Regions from separate parts of the Mus musculus genome. Here region 2 is linked to region 1. The links are chromatin contacts, called in public ChIA-PET maps. All regions are on one chromosome and are shown on one strand. The core of a region is the stretch at or near the end of the contact, and the rest is flanking DNA. Distances in the headings are between cores, read along the strand shown. Region 1 has its middle 57 kb from the start of Mturn. Region 2 has its middle 14 kb from the start of Gm38539.

Evidence for each region. ChIA-PET counts read pairs in DNA pulled down with a chosen protein or histone mark.
Region 2: an RNA polymerase II ChIA-PET map of effector CD8 T cells shows a contact between it and region 1, with 38 read pairs. The contact joins two enhancer-like sites. A contact is called at or near these places in 1 of 484 Hi-C or Micro-C datasets (the HPC-7 cell line) and 4 of 115 datasets of contacts at active chromatin or transcription factors (astrocytes, effector CD8 T cells, embryonic hindbrain and 1 more).

The regions. Positions count from the first base shown.
Region 1 is chr6:54,736,226-54,740,045 of GRCm38.p6, reverse strand. No RefSeq gene overlaps it. Among named protein-coding and RNA genes, the nearest start is that of Mturn, 57 kb to the right of the region's middle. Within about 2 kb of position 2,570, at least 94 of the 459 cell types and tissues checked have an H3K27ac peak or open chromatin away from gene starts, as enhancers often do. A contact at or near this core is called in effector CD8 T cells, where this site is marked.
Region 2 is chr6:55,014,554-55,018,377 of GRCm38.p6, reverse strand. No RefSeq gene overlaps it. Among named protein-coding and RNA genes, the nearest start is that of Gm38539, 14 kb to the right of the region's middle. Within about 2 kb of position 2,472, at least 80 of the 459 cell types and tissues checked have an H3K27ac peak or open chromatin away from gene starts, as enhancers often do. A contact at or near this core is called in effector CD8 T cells, where this site is marked.

The DNA of each region.
Region 1 (3,820 bases), core at 1,321-3,820:
ACTAACTGATTTTTAGGCCCAGATTTTGATGGTATATGGGCAAAGTCTAATTGCCTCTCTTCCCCAGACAGGTACCCCAGTACTGAAAAAGCTAAAAGGGGGTCATTGAATAGGTCTGAGGATTATTTATGTAAACTTTACGGCTTTGACCAACCTGTTGACTGCCTTGTAAAGTCCCCTCCCAGTAAGACTAGCTCTTACTAGTAAGAACTCATAGACTGTACTTCCCATGACAGATGGCCTTGTATAAGTGTTTGATGAGCTTCTAGAATCTCATTGCTCTGTGTGCCATCCTGCCTGATTGATATAGTCTACCAATTATTTTACTTTGTACTTCTGTGGAGGGATATTTGAGGAATTTGATTATACAGAGAATCTGAAACTGGAGCTGTACGCTTATGTAACCATGTGGGATCTTCTCTGATGGTGGAGTTTGGGGGTTGATACAGCCATCCCATAGTATTAGGACGAGATGGTCTAATAGGAAAGTCTGATGGTTCATCTATCTTCTCCTTGTAATCTAACAGTATTATGCCCTGATTTCTAGAATTGTCTGCATTCTATGAGGAGTCCATCTGCTATCTCCTATAAAGGTTTTGCTAAGACATCATTTTGGACCAAGGTCTAGAAAAATCTTGTCTTACAGTCACAGTCTCAGGGACAAACAGAGGGGAAATAGCTTTTTCTTGGAGTGAGGACAAATTCCAAGTGTTGAACCTTGGGAAAGGATAACTCTACCTCCATCTCTGAGGCCTTAAATGCATAATCAGCAAGAAAAAAAAAGTGACTACAGAGCCCCTTGTAAGTTTGATTTCTATACAAGGAGACCTTGAGGTAAGGATTTGGCTTGGGTAGTGTCCTAGGGACCCAGGTGAGGAGTCAGGGAATAAGGGCTTGCAAGGATGAGAATCACTGATTTGTGGCCAGCGGGGCAACCAGGGACCTTCTGAAACACCGAGGAAAACGAACCTCAAGTTTGCTCCACGAAGGACTGAGGGAGCAGGGGTAGAGATGGAGGGTAGTGGGTGGGGGTGGGGGTGGTGGCACTCTGAGGGCAGCTTCCTTCTTGGAGGTTGGTACTCAGTCTAGTCTTACCATCTTCTTTACTTACTTTCTCAGTAGTTTGCCTTCCTCTTTAGTTCCGCCAGAAGCCCCAAGGGAAGATTTTAATGGCTCAGCTCAAGTCCTATGTCCATTTCTGAATCAATCACCACGTCTGTGTCAGCTCACATGCCCATCCTTAGAGCCAGGATGCCATCAGTAGATGAAATCAACTGTTATAAGGCTGTCCTCATAAAGAGCTGACAAAGAGCAGGAAGCATGCCTCCACTGTGTTTCTCCTCATGGGCCAATGGCACTCTCCTTCAGGACTTATGTCTGACATCACAGCTCCTTTGGAGTGTCTAGAAGCTGCTTCATGAGGCTGAGTAGGTTACTGATGCTCAGTGGTGTCTGAAGAGGAAACTCCACAAGGCAGCTCAAGGCTTTCTGAAGTGAGGGTTCTTGCTTTTCCCCCTCACCGAACACGAGTAGCCTTCACATTCATGCCTGCTTTGGCTCCTGCCGACCCTCCCTCCAGGTCCTGCTTATTTTTTTCCCTGGAACTCTAACTCTCTCTCTCTCTCTCTCTCTCTCTCTCTCTCTCTCTCTCTCTCTCTCTCTCAGATAACTCCCATGTAACCTTCCTTAGGGTCACTTTTTCTTCCTCAAAAGTTAGGATAAATTCTTCCTGCTACAGGCTTCCAGGGAGCTCCATCCTTCCCCTCGTTGAACACATCACCCTAATGTGATTATGTCTCATGATCCATCTTCTCTCCTGCTGTACCATTATTGAAGTGAGAATGGAGAAAGTCCTGTTTTGTGACACCACCCAGTTCTCCAACATCCAAACTATCATGCAATTCACTTTGATTCTAATACTAGCCAGAAAGTGAGAGAGTGTGTAGCTCTGCTGAGTTGAAATTCCACAAGTACCCCCTCTTGAACTGACAATCACAAGCCAGGGCATCCATAGTCTCACTGACAGGGTATAAAATCAGAGGTTCCCATCAGCCACTTCTCCTAGAACACCTCACAGGGCTTAGAGAAACTTAACTTCCGTTGTGTGGTTAGCATAGAAGACACTAAGGAGTGACACAAGGAGTGGATGAGTCACACAAGCACAATTCTACAAGGTCTCATCAGGTATGAAAGCTTTGCCCGTGTGGTTAGGGTGCATTTGCCAGTCACTTCCTTGTTGAGATCTCTATAGCTCTCAGTCTTCAGCTCTGACCTTCTCTATGCTGATGGAAGCTTTGGTGGGTGGCACTGAAACTTCCAAGGTCTCTTTAGTCACTAGACCGAATCTTAAGTCTATCTAGGGATCTCACCCCAAGTCACCTCATTAGTATAAACATGATCGAGATGCAAAGGAATGCATTATGAATAATGAACATAGCTATCATAAAATCCTAAGGAAGTCATGAGGAGCTCAGAACAAACGGGACACACTGGTCACTGTAACAGCTGTTTCCCTGTACCTACTACAATGCTTGGCACACAATAGGCATGCAGTATATGTTTTGCCACATGCATGAATGAGCTAACAAATTCATCATTTCCTTCAAGCCCAGGAAGTGTTCATGTGGGTGTGCCATAGCCCAGGCTAAGCCCTCTGTGTGGGTAACTGCAAAGGCTTTGTGCCAGCCCCCATCAGTTTCTCGGGTGGGTTTATGAATGTCTTTAGTGCCCATGATGGTTTGTTAATGGAACCCAGGAGAAGCAGTAGTCCAGGGGACAAAGGTGACAAAGGCTGCCTTATTCCCAGGCCAGCCTAGCAGCTCTTCTTTCTCCTACTGGGAAAAGAGCCATAGACAGGTTTCTAGGAACTGCACTGGCAACCTGAGGGCCACCTGGAAGGCAGCACTAATCGGGTTGGGCAGCCCTTAATAGGAGGAAGACCCACCCCACCCCCATCCTGCTCCCTGCTTCTTTCATCTTCTTCTAAGAAACTGGTTCCTAAGAGTGGAATAATATAATTCCCATTAATGAGTCCTTATCAGTAGTTCAGTAGTTAGGGAATGGTAGGAGATAGACTGTGGCCATACTAATGATTCTATTAATGAGTCTATTCTGCCTCTTTCCCATCTGTTGCCTACATTCAAAAAAGATATTTCTGTTATTATTAAAGGATACACACACACACATACATACACACACACACACACACACACACATCCTTACCCTCACAAGTGAGCAAACAGGATTTGTTTTATTGACAGTAATGCTCAAATACTTACAATCTTGATATAGTTCTATCTAATATATATACATTTTGAATATATTTTCATCCATTTATAGAAATGAAAATAAATGTTCAAAAATCCCCAAATTATAATCTTTCACATTTTCACATGTATATTTTTCTTCTAAGAATTCAAAACTTACCTTTAAAGGTCAATATATGCTATAATCCATGTTTGTGGAATGTTCGAGTGAAAATTATACAAATGAAATTATTTTAGAAAAAAAAAAACTCTAGCATTTCATGTCCATCTAATTGCTAAGTCAAGAAACGTGGCATCGTTATGTTAAGAGTTGCAGGAAAATGTTTTGAGTTAGCATTGCAGAAGTTTCCCAGTTGTCACTTGCATCTATGTAAATTCCGTGTCAATCTGTGACCACCCCAGACCCAACACCAGGAACTGAAACGCGAAGGAGAAGTGAAGCCTCCTCCTCCTCCTCCACGGGACCGACACTGTTGTTTGAGGATCTGCATCTCTGCTACTTAAGAAAGATATGACAAAGCTTGTCACTTCCTGTTTTCTGAGTTCTTTTGCTG
Region 2 (3,824 bases), core at 1,223-3,722, 280 kb before region 1:
TCATGAGATGCGCTTTGAGTTCCTTTTAGCATCGCCTTGGGCCACCCAGGTGGTCCTGGGCATTGCGTTTTCACTTAACTGCTGGAAAGATTTGACCTCAACTCAAGAACCCACTTCAGTTCTTCTGGTCAGGAGTTCTGGGCACTCTGGTGAAGGGCGCTCTCAAACGCGCCCAAAACCAACCAGGAGGAATTCAGCAGGGAGAGGGCTCAGTTAACTCCTTAGCAAGATCACTCCTTAAGAGGTAGGGAAGGGAAGAGAAAACTTGAGAAAATACACTGAGATCCGAAGCCGAAGCAGCTAAATTTGTAAGTCTCTTTAGGAAATGAATACTGACTACCTACTCTGTATCAAGGGACATGTTTCATGTTTAAAGATCCTAAAATAGCTAGGCTACCACTCAGCTTTGGCACCTCGCTGAACAAGGGTGAAAGCATTTGGATGTTTAGGGAAATTGTCAAGAGTTGCGATCCCCAGTGCTTAGATCTGCGCGGCTCAGTGCTAGAGCAGGAAGCTTGATCCCCAGCACTACAAAACAAAACCTGCATGCTGGGGAGAATCGGGAAGTTTAGGAAATTTAAAACAGCTTCCCCTTCTGTCACGAGAAATAACCACCTCTCTGCCTATGGCTATAATACGGTTATGAGATGAGCACTAAAAATGTAACGTTTATTCTTGGCCAGAGAACTGGAGAAGCCTGGAGACCAGCAGAGACTATTTATTAGTCAGCTGATCTCTAAGAACTGACTTTGGCTTTGCATATCTGTGTGGTAAGGCCTGTGGTGGACTCATTCCATCCACACCCCACGCCGTGGGGCCACCACAGCCCTGGCTTTGCAGGTGAGAGATGTATTGAGTCAACAAGTGGCATCGATCAGAATCACCCCAAATCTCTTATTCTCAAAGTCTGAGGCAGCCCACAGTTGAGAAGGGACAGAAGCTCTGTTACTTTCTAGAAAGACAGATCCGTGATCACATGGTCCCAGAGCTCAGACTTCATCTTCAGGAGATGGTGGGATACTATGGACCGATAAGGGCTGAAAGAGCTGTATCCTCAAAAACAAAACAAACTAAACCAAGCAAGCAACAACAACCCGAGCGAACCTGGTCTCTGCCAATTCTCTAACAGAGATGTAAAGCGAGAAGGGAAAGCTGTGGCAGGAGAGAATGCCTGTGCTTGCCAGTGTAGCGCTGCCCCCTAGTGGAAATAATGTTGTCTAACATGGTTCAGCATGACTGGCTGCCAGGGATACTCCTAGGCGAGGGAAGAAATGAAAGGAAAAGAAAGTGGAAAGGCTTACATGGTGTGTATTTCCCGGTATTCATTTGGGCAGCACTAGGAATTGAATCTAGGGGCCCTGGCATGCCAGGAACGCACTCTACCACACTCCATGTGTCGCATATTCTCCCCCTTTGTTGCTGCCACCGTTGTTTGGTTTTTGATACAGGGTCTTGCTATCTATGTAGCTCAGGCTGGCCTGGAGCTCTGAATCCCCCCACCTCCCCCGCTTCACCTAACCCAAATCTTCTCAAGGTCTTTTGGCATGTTTCCTTGTATGCATATTTCCTTTGTTACAATGAGCTTACCCCTGACTTCCCATCCTACAGTGCTTCAGATGATGACTAAACTTCATCTAGCTGTCTGCAGGACTTAAAGGACAGCATCACAGGGCTCTTGAGAGTGGAGAGGGGTGTTGTTTGACATCCCACGCCTGCTGGGACCTGAGATGGGGCTGGCCCCATGCCCTTTGCTGAAATGCAGGCTGCTGATTTGGGATCAAGGTGAAAAAAAGCAACTAAGTAGGAGCTCTGGTAAATTCCCTCCCTCCATCCTGAGAACGCCAGGGGAGGAGCATGGGTGGGAGTGGCTTGCAGTCTACACAGCTTGCTTTGATCTTGTGCAATGTAGCCGGCCCACCTTAATCTGAGGTTGTGCCTAACACAGCTCCCTACTTTATGGAAGCTCTAGTCACGAGAGCCAGCAGGTGGCAGCCTCCAAGTGCGCCTTCTTGCTGAAGAACAGGGAATATGCATGCGCTAAGTGGATTATTATTCAGACACAAAGAGGAAGTGAATGTTGTTACACAAATACACAGAAGGAGCCTTGAGGACATATGCCAAGTGACATAAATCACATACAAAAAGACAATCATCACATAATTTCATTTACATGGTATGCTGGCTAGTTTAAGGTCAATTTGACAGCTAGAGTCATCTGAGAGGAGGGAGACTTGATTGAGAAAATGCCTCTGTAAAATCAGGCTGCAGGCAAGCCTGTGGGGCAGTTTCTTAGTGATTGAGGTGAGAGGGCCAGCTCCCTGTGGGTGGCACTACCCCTGAGCTGATGGTCTTGGGTTCAATAAGAAAGCAGGTTGAACAAAACATGAGGGGCAAGCCTGTAAGCAGGACTCCTCCAAGGCCTGTGCATCAGCTCCTGCCCCCCCAGGTTTCTGCCCAGCCTGAGTTTCCTGTCTTGGCTTCCCTCTGTGATGGGGTGTGACCTGGTAGTGTGAGCAAAATAAACCCTTTTCTCCCCAAGTTGCTTTTGGTCCTGGTGATTCATCAAAGCAATAGAAACCCCAACTCAAGCATATGAGGTATTTAAAGTGGTCAAGTTCATAGAAGCGGAAAGTAGAATGCAGGCAACTGAGAGCTAAGGAAGGTTCTAACACCCAGATGCATGGTCTGCTGCCTCCTAGCATCTGTGGCTTCAGATGAGGGGACAGCTGAATATAGAGGAAAGTCAAAGTAATAGAATTGATGTTGCGAGGGATTTGCAAATATTTTTGCTTAGAAGACATTAGAATTCTGGAGCTGACCAGTTCCAGAGTGCTGCTATTAAAGGCATTTGAAACCACAGTTGGTCATGTTTGTTTCTCTTAACTAAACTATAGCCTGCAACCATGCTAGCCCTGAAAGTTACAGGAGCCTCAAAAGAATTATGGGAATGCCAGAGGGGAACAAAAGAGACACTAGACTTGTCCTCCAGCTAGGTACAGGCTAATTAGGATGCTGAATGCAAAATGGGTCCAAATGGCTTTTAAAAATTGTGTTTATGATGCAGCCCAGTGTGAGAACTCCTCAGTGGTCTGATGTCCTGCTGCTTAAACGATGCTAAGTGCTTTATCTCAAGCCAGTATCCAGTGGATGATAACTGCATCAAAAACACCAAGCCAGGAATGTGGTTCATGCCTGAATCTGAGCCATCCTCAGAACAAGGGGACCTGAGCAGGTCCTTCCGTTTGTGTGGTAAACACTTCACCAGCTGAGCCACCTCCCAGGCCCCACCTCACTACTGGATAACTCACTACTTTCGCAACTGCTTTGCTTCTCTGGTGACTTCTCTGGTGGTTTGAATGAGAATGGCTCCTACAGGTTCTTACCTTAGAACACTTGGCCTTCAGTTGATGAAACTGTTTTAGGAATTACTGGGAGGTGTGGCCTTGTCGGAGAAGGTTTGTCGATGGGGCAGGTGATGAGCTTTGGGGTTTCAAAAGCCCATACCAGGCCCAGTCTTGCTGTCTCTCCGCATCCAAATTGCCAATAAGATATAAGCTCTCAGCTACTGCTTCAGCGCCATGCCTGCCCACCTGCTGCCATGTGCCCTGCCATGATGACCACAGACTCACCCTCTGAAACTGTAAGCAATCCCCTATTTAAATGCTTCCTTGTATGAGTTGCTTTGGTCATGGTATCTCTTAAACAGTAACCAAGACAGTGGCATCTGTATATGATGGATGTCCTTCACACGTGAGTGCCCATGGTGCTTTAAACTAAACTCTCTGAAACATTCTTTGTACGTTAATGGCAACATGAAAGATGGG